Regions from separate parts of the Zea mays genome. Here region 1 is linked to region 2. The links are chromatin contacts, called in public Hi-C maps. All regions are on one chromosome and are shown on one strand. Each heading gives the region's core, a stretch centred on a gene start, on an enhancer-like site or on the middle of the called end of the contact. The rest is flanking DNA. Distances are from core to core; before and after follow the strand shown. Region 1 holds the start of LOC100273773 (B3 domain-containing protein). Region 2 overlaps LOC541914 (aldehyde dehydrogenase 5).

Evidence for each region. Hi-C and Micro-C count contacts between places; a contact is called where the count stands out from the background.
Region 1: a Hi-C map of root tip shows a contact between it and region 2, with 1.9 times the contacts expected there. The contact joins the promoter of LOC100273773 here to the enhancer-like site in region 2. A contact is called at or near these places in 3 of 25 Hi-C or Micro-C datasets (bundle sheath, ear and root tip).

What each region holds. Positions count from the first base shown.
Region 1 is chr3:227,544,014-227,547,973 of Zm-B73-REFERENCE-NAM-5.0, forward strand. LOC100273773 (B3 domain-containing protein) reads left to right here and starts at 2,185. Exons shown (of 6, transcript NM_001148177.1): 1 at 2,185-2,439; 2 at 2,549-2,791; 3 at 2,894-3,019; 4 at 3,123-3,329; 5 at 3,654-3,736. The coding sequence starts at 2,299. The coding sequence ends at 3,698.
Region 2 is chr3:227,322,384-227,326,527 of Zm-B73-REFERENCE-NAM-5.0, forward strand. LOC541914 (aldehyde dehydrogenase 5) reads left to right here. Exons shown (of 8, transcript NM_001111577.2): 2 at 1,893-2,035; 3 at 2,127-2,600; 4 at 2,684-2,857; 5 at 2,930-3,067; 6 at 3,169-3,306; 7 at 3,410-3,471; 8 at 3,595-4,108. The coding sequence ends at 3,868. Among protein-coding and RNA genes, the nearest start is that of LOC541914, 6.1 kb to the left of the region's middle. Within about 2 kb of position 1,983, at least 14 of the 20 cell types and tissues checked have an H3K27ac peak or open chromatin away from gene starts, as enhancers often do. A contact at or near this core is called in bundle sheath, ear and root tip, where this site is marked.

The DNA.
Region 1 (3,960 bases), core at 935-3,434, 220 kb after region 2:
AGCGCGGATCACGTTCACCTTCAGCTTCCCCACGCTGAACACCGGGCATTGCGGTTGCGGCCACGTCTTGTCGTCGTAGTCGTCCTTTTTGATACCTTCTTCTACCTCCTCTTGAGCAAAGTTGTCGGCGGCGGTGGCGGACTCCTTGGTATCAGGGCTCCGGATCGCCTTTTCGGATCGACAACTAGGCACGGCGGATTTGCAGGTCTAATCCGGCACGACCGTTGATGCCCTTGCACGCGTCGTGCCAATCTGAAGAGATTCAGATGCTATTTAAGAGCAAGTACAATAAGAGGTGACTAAATGCTGAGGTGGAGAGAGAAGATGAGAGAAGAAAATCAGCCTATAAACTTATATCGGCTTGAGTCTTGGACATAAGAACCAAGAAGCTGAGAGAAAAATGAGGCCCTATATTAATACTAAAGAGCTAACCATTACACGGGTGAGATAAATGTTAGCCTACAAGGATTTTTACAGCCAACAGTTGGCTTTATTATTAAACTTGCTTAGGCGGTTGTGAACAAAATTACATACGTGAAACAATAAGCGATCCTTACCATCAAGATTCTTGCTGCCATGGCTCATGTAGAACCTCCTGTGTTCTGGCAGGACCACCCAGTCCCACACATCCTGGCTTGCATCCATGGTGAGACCTCCTCGGCTCCTCCTATTGCAAGCAAGCTGATGCAATAAGGTGGGGGCGGCTGCTAAAGTCTCGACTATTACTAATTAGTAGCTGCTAAGTAATTTTTAAGTAGTTAAGTACATAAAAACAACGGTCGATTCAATAAATATTAGTTATTTATTTGTTTGTGTGTTTGATAAAAACATATAGTCTATTAAGTTAAAATTTAAATTGAAATCAGACATGTAATCTATTAAATAGTGTTTACCTCTCTCTATAAAAAACCTAGCTATGCTCATGTTTGGCGCATCTATATCACTATACAATCCAACCGTTTAAATTGTATGAAACACACTCAATCAAATCACCCACACACCATAACCTCTACTAAATCCACTAAATAAATTATATTCAAATTTAATACATCATTAAAACTAACTATTCTCCTCTTACTCAAATTTAATTAATAAAATTATTTAGATCATCGACCCTCGTCCTTTCCCATCTTCCTCCCGCGTGACCCTACCGCCCCCAGCCTTGTCGCGGTGAACGATGATCCTCAGGTTTGACTCCTCGTGGAGGTACTGCAAGCCCCGTGCGACGCCGATAATGATTTGGTGCCTAGTTCTCCAGTTCAGATGGTTAGGAGGAGCACGGAGCAAGCATGTCAGCAGCAAGTGAGCTATGGACAACGGACATTCAGGTGAATCTTCAAAGTCATGCATGATTACCGAATAGTACCTTGTCCAAGCTCTTGTTAGGCTTACACCAGCAGCCGCTGCGACCCCCTGGGAGCAGCACCTGACCCCACCAAACGCACGAGGTTCTTTGTGCTGGATGCTTGTGACCATCCGACCCACCCTGCCCAGACTTGCCGACGCTGAGCTGCTGAAAGCAAAATGGTCTTAAACCATTTTCTATATTAATTTTGCCATCATAATCATATAGATTAATAGTAGGATCAAAAGGCTCGAGAAACCCCGCCACGAGCAGGATCTGCTGGACAGCGAACGTGTGTGTATTTCCGCTTGTGAGTGTCTATTTTTTTTAAATGCTAAACTATTGAGAAGTGTGGTTAATTGGAAGGTGTTGAAGATGTGTTTTTGTTTTAATTTTTATCATAAATTCTGAACTGGAAGAACGTTTTGGTAACTCTCACAGATACTCTAACCTAATCAGATGGAAACGAGAAATTGCCTTTCCCAAAATCAACCAAATACGTAGCTGTTTGATCATGTTAATGATGTGGAAGCACGTCCTTTTCATACTTTTATTTATACCTCCCTCTAAAATAGGGCCAAATACAAAAATTGAGTATAGTTAGTGTTAGTCATAGTCTTATAATTTTGTTTCTTTAAGTTAGTATCACTATTCATACAACTGTTTTCGATTGTAATAATTAATTTGTATTGGCTGTACGTATTATCATTGCTAAATCCGGAATTCATATTTTCATTATAAAAGATGCATTCTAGCAATGCGGGGTCGGCAGAATTCAAATTTTCAATTTTCGAACCCTTCTGCCGTTCGTGTGCACCTGGATGGGGTCCATAAATATAGAAGGCCTCTTCATCTTCCTATTCTCCTTTCTCTAAACCGCCGCTTCTGTTCTGATCTGCTCCCCGAAACTACTAAAACAAATCGAAGTGGGGAACAGACAAGAGAGAAGGGAGATGGCGGAGGCGGTGGCGGTGGCGTACGAGGAGCAACGGCGGAGGCAGATAGAAATGAACAAGCGGAAGCTGGAGGAGCTGCAGCTCCACCACCTCTCCGCCGCCGTCAGAGAGGCCGCCGCCGCTGCCAAACCCTCGTCGGTGTGTCCCGGTTGCTTGACCGATAGCCACGATGGCCGGGCTGTTTCTTGTGTCGCTCGATGCCTTCTTTTCTTGTCATTCTCTGGGTTCAAATCTGCTTTTTCTGCAGGCCAAGAAGCGGAAGGCGCCGGTGCCGCGGGACGCCGCCACGGAGCCGCCAAGGCGGTCCGACCGACTCGCCAACCTCCCTGAGAAGCCAATGTACCGCGAGGTCAGGGTGAACTTGCCATTTCCGGAGGGCAGCAAGTCCAATGCGCGGGTGCCGCTGGACGCTGCCAACTCCGTGGTGGTGGAGCCACTACGGTGGTCCGACCGACTCGCCAACCTCCCCAAGAAGCCCATGTACCACGAGGTCAGTGTCAAAGGGTCAGCTTCATAGAAATTACTAATTTTTTCATCTTCTCTCCCTGTACTTCGTAGAACACATCGCGGTTTTGAAAACAATCTGATCCAGGATTCGGACGAGGAGAGGAGCTACGCCATCTCTAAGGCTGAGGAGCTGGTGCAAGAGCTGGGCTCCAGCTTCCCCATCTTCACCCAGCCCATGACACTGTCCCATGTCTCCGGAGGCTTCTGGCTGGTAAAGTAGAGGAGGCTTCAGTTCGGCACGTCCTGTTGTTTTCGATTGTTAATTCACCCCACATCGAGGTAAATTCTTATTTGGTGGGCTTGTGAAAACGCAGGGCCTCCCGAAGCATTTCTGCCGGGAGCACCTGCCTAAGAGTGATGAGACGATCACCTTGGTGGATGAGGAGGATGACGAGTCAGACACGTTCTACCTTGCAATGCAGGCTGGCCTCAGCACTGGATGGAAAGAGTTCGCCATCCAGCACAAGCTGCTTGATGGAGATTGCTTGGTCTTCCAACTGATTGAGCGGACAAAGTTCAAGGTGATTGAGATCTATTTTGCATTGCAATAACGTGTATGAATCATCTATAGAACTTGCATGGCCGCTGATTATTAAAGGGAACTGAATAACAATAACTGAAATTTACAGAATCAAATATCCTTTAGAAAGAAATAAAAATGTCTTGTTTCAAACTTGGTCTTTGTACAAATTTACTTCAATTGTTTCCAGTTATCAGATCAGTTGTTATCATGGCTTCTTATCTATCATGTTCCAGTAACATCTGTTTTTCTTAAGGACTAAGTTGGAGGAATCTATGATTATAATAATGCTGACCAAGCAATTTCTCTTGTGCAAGTGTTGCAGGTCTACATAATTCGAGCAACTTTGTACTTCGAAAGTGATCACTGATGAAACTAGTAGCTTCTAATATGGTTATTGGAGCACGGGTAAAACTTGACCTTCATTGTTTAAAATGGTTGAATAAGAGTTTCATACTTCTGTTTTTTTTCGGAGGGTGCAAATTCTCCCATTTCCATATTGGGTTTGAACTTTCAGCTTTTTGATCGCTAAACATCAATGTTTATAATCTCACTTCCATTAATTATGAAAATACAAGGGCCTATGCTGCTTCAGTGAGCAGGGGCGGACCCAGTCCAACATTTGAGTGGGG
Region 2 (4,144 bases), core at 733-3,232:
TCAATAACAACGTCTTGCTAAACATGAGTTCGTCGTGGCCTATTGTCGCATTTTAGCCACTCCCTCTTCGTCATTGGTTTCTGTGATACCACGCTACAGAGTTGAAAACCACAAGAATTTTACTTTCCCTTTTATTCTCTGCATGCCGAGTTCGAATAGGTGGGGCAAAAAAACCAGTTCAGGATCATATACATGAAGTCTACCTAAATCCGTTTGTGATCACACCTATGGATGTAATTCCAAATCCGTAGCAGAACCCATTGGATTCAGTGTGGGTTTCGTGCCACCCGCAGGTGTGTATACTTTTAAACAGTAATTTAACTATAAATAATTAAGTACCAACAATAATTAAGTCATATATCTACCGATTTTAAGACTTCCCACGTTAAAAAGCAACAAAACATTCCATGAAACATTAGCCAATTTACTTATTCAAAATAATTAATATTATATCTTTAATCATTTTTTGCACAAAAATATAATGAACTAAATTTTGGGTCGGATGCTAGCCACTCGCGGATTCAAATAGAAAATCCGCACCCATATCTGCAGAACTTCGGGTCGGGTGTGAGAGTACTCGTAGGTCAAAATCTTCTCTCGCACCTGCACCCACCTGTTGGGTCGGGGATACCTGTCGGGTTTCAGATCCGCAGTTAAATTGCCATCCCTATTCGTCCTTACATCCTCCGTGACAATGACTTTAATCATCCTTAAGGCTATCCGAAGTCGTTTCCGCTAAAATTCTCCTCCGATATTCTCTCTCACGCAACGGTTCACACTTCATCTCTCCCCATTTATCACTAAATCTTAGTATTCATACATGAAAACTGTACCACCCTGTTCTACCCCACTCGATCGCTGCATTCCTCTCCTAGCAAACTGCATAGCAGAGTAACATGAAAAATAAAAACAACGCTGCCACCGACGACGACCAAGTAAGCAGGAGACGTGGCCTCTGTCGCCGAGGAATGAGGTGGCTTGCGCAGGCATTGCTGAGGAAGCAGGTGGCGCGCGCGACCACTACTGAGGAAGATGAAGGTGCGGCGGCGACCGCCGTTGCCGAGGTAGAAGAAGGCGTGACCACTGTCGCCGAGGAATGAGGTGGCGTGTGCGGGCATCGCCGACGAAAGAGCCACGACGGCCACCACCAAGAAAGCAAGTGGTACGTGTGGCTGTTGCCGAGGAAGAAGGAGGTGCAGCGACCGTCCCCGAGAAAGCAGGTGGCACGCACGGTCGTCGCCGAGGAAGGAGACACGCGCGGCCGTCACTAGGAGGCGTGCGCGGCCTTGTCGGAGGAAGTAACACGTGGGCGGAGAGTGCCTCTACTCCCAGCGGCAGAGAGAAGGCCCCAGAATGATAGAGAGAAGATTAGCGGCCACTGATGCGGCCTTTAGGGCTAGTTTGGGATCCATAAAACTGGAGTAGATTGTAGGGACTAAAATCTTCTGCTTATTAAATTTTGAATAAGAAGAAGTGAATTTTATTCCTTCAATCATCTCCGGTTTTTGGACTCCCAAACTAATCCTCAATGCCTCCTATAGCCTCTATTCCTCCAAGGTAGGGGAGTGAGAATGGAACGGTGGCCGCCGCAGCGCTGTAGCCAGCATAACACACACTACTCATGGTTTGCATTTACTTGTGTCGAGAAAATGATACAATTCTCCCTATGTTTTTTGTGATTCCTTCCCTTCGAAAACTTAATCAAGTACGTATAATAAGATATCTATATCTTGTAAACCATACTGATTTTGGTATTATAAATGTTGATATATATATATTTTAAAAATGGTTAAATTTGAAATAGCTTGATCCAGTATTATGTTATAATTGCTTTTTTGTCCCAAGCAGGACTGATTGATCATATGTATAAGAGGTACATTGTTATTTCGCAGGCAAGACATTCGATACCAGGGACCCACGGACCGGCGACGTGCTGGCCCACGTAGCAGAGGCAGACAAAGCTGATGTGGACCTGGCGGTGAAGTCCGCCCGGGACGCCTTCGAGCACGGCAAGTGGCCCCGCATGTCAGGCTACGTAAGTCCATCACCATGTCCACGATGCTCAAACTGACCGCCGCCCAGGAGTGGTACTCGAAGAATAACGATGCCGCTGTTGCGCGCAACAGGAGCGCGGGCGGATCATGAGCAAGCTGGCGGACCTGGTGGAGCAGCACACGGAGGAGCTGGCGGCGCTGGACGGTGCCGACGCCGGGAAGCTGCTGCTGCTGGGCAAGATCATCGACATCCCCGCGGCCACGCAGATGCTGCGCTACTACGCCGGCGCCGCCGACAAGATCCACGGCGACGTCCTGCGCGTCTCCGGCAGGTACCAGGGCTACACGCTCAAGGAGCCTATCGGCGTCGTGGGCGTCATCATCCCCTGGAACTTCCCCACCATGATGTTCTTCCTCAAGGTCAGCCCGGCGCTCGCCGCGGGCTGCACCGTCGTCGTCAAGCCCGCCGAGCAGACGCCGCTTTCCGCGCTCTACTACGCGCACCTCGCAAAGATGGCCGGCGTCCCCGACGGAGTGATCAACGTCGTCCCCGGGTTCGGCCCCACCGCCGGCGCCGCGCTCGCCTCCCACATGGACGTCGACAGCGTGAGCACGCCGCGCTGAACTGAATTGCCCAATAGCTAGGTTCCTGATCGACCAAGAATTCACATCGCATTGTTCTTCGTCAGGTGGCCTTCACCGGCTCCACAGAGGTGGGTCGCCTCATCATGGAGTCGGCCGCGCGGAGCAACCTCAAGACGGTCTCGCTGGAGCTCGGCGGCAAGTCGCCGCTCATCATCTTCGACGACGCCGACGTCGACATGGCCGTTAACCTGTCGAGGCTTGCCGTCTTCTTCAACAAGGTATGCTGGCATTGCATTCAACACTGTACAGGTACAAACGGTGATGATGCCTGGAACATGCAAATATTCCAGGGAGAGGTTTGCGTGGCGGGATCGCGCGTGTACGTGCAGGAAGGGATCTATGACGAGTTCGTCAAGAAGGCCGTGGAGGCCGCGCGGAGCTGGAAGGTTGGAGACCCGTTCGATGTCACCAGCAACATGGGCCCTCAGGTACAGTACATTGAGTTGTTGTGTGTGACGGATAAACTAGTCAAGTTCATTCATGGCGGAAGCATCTGAATGAACGGATAATTCTCTGTTGGTCGTGCTAGGTTGACAAGGACCAGTTTGAGAGGGTCCTAAAGTACATTGAGCATGGCAAGAGCGAGGGAGCGACTCTGCTCACCGGCGGCAAGCCTGCCGCCGACAAAGGGTACTACATTGAGCCCACCATCTTTGTCGATGTCACTGTAAGTTAAACGACAAGCACAGCACAACGAAAAATACATACGATTAGAAACAATGGCGAGTCACTGACGCATGCTCATCTCATCATCTGGATGGATTGACCAGGAGGACATGAAGATCGCGCAGGAAGAGATCTTCGGCCCCGTCATGTCCCTCATGAAGTTCAAGTACGTACACCATACACTAACATCGAAATTGATATTGTTCATGCCTCTTGCATTCTGAGGTTCTGATGACTGACGGCCGTTGTTTGCACATTTCTTCTCCCGCCATGCATCCCCATTCCCCAGGACGGTTGATGAGGTGATCGAGAAGGCCAACTGCACCAGGTACGGGCTCGCCGCCGGGATCGTGACCAAGAGCCTGGACGTCGCCAACCGGGTGTCCCGGTCGGTGCGCGCCGGCACCGTGTGGGTGAACTGCTACTTCGCCTTCGACCCGGACGCGCCCTTCGGCGGGTACAAGATGAGCGGCTTCGGCCGGGACCAGGGGCTGGCAGCCATGGACAAGTACCTGCAGGTCAAGAGCGTCATCACCGCGCTCCCGGACTCGCCATGGTACTGAGTTGAGCCAGGGACCGATGGAACCCCATCGATCTCTTCTTGTGCAGTGTACATGCGTCATGCGTGCGTGCTCACACAGCTGGGTTGCTGCTTTGTGCTTGTGTTCGTCTCTGGTTTGTGGCTCATGTGTGTTAGTCTGCACCCTATCCTTCTGTACGTAGCTGCCGGACATGCAAATAGTATGTTAAGTACACCATATAAACTCTTGTTTTATAAATTCAAGTTTAGCTTGGAGCCTTCACTCCTTCAGCCTTGAACAAAATATCTTAGTGACATT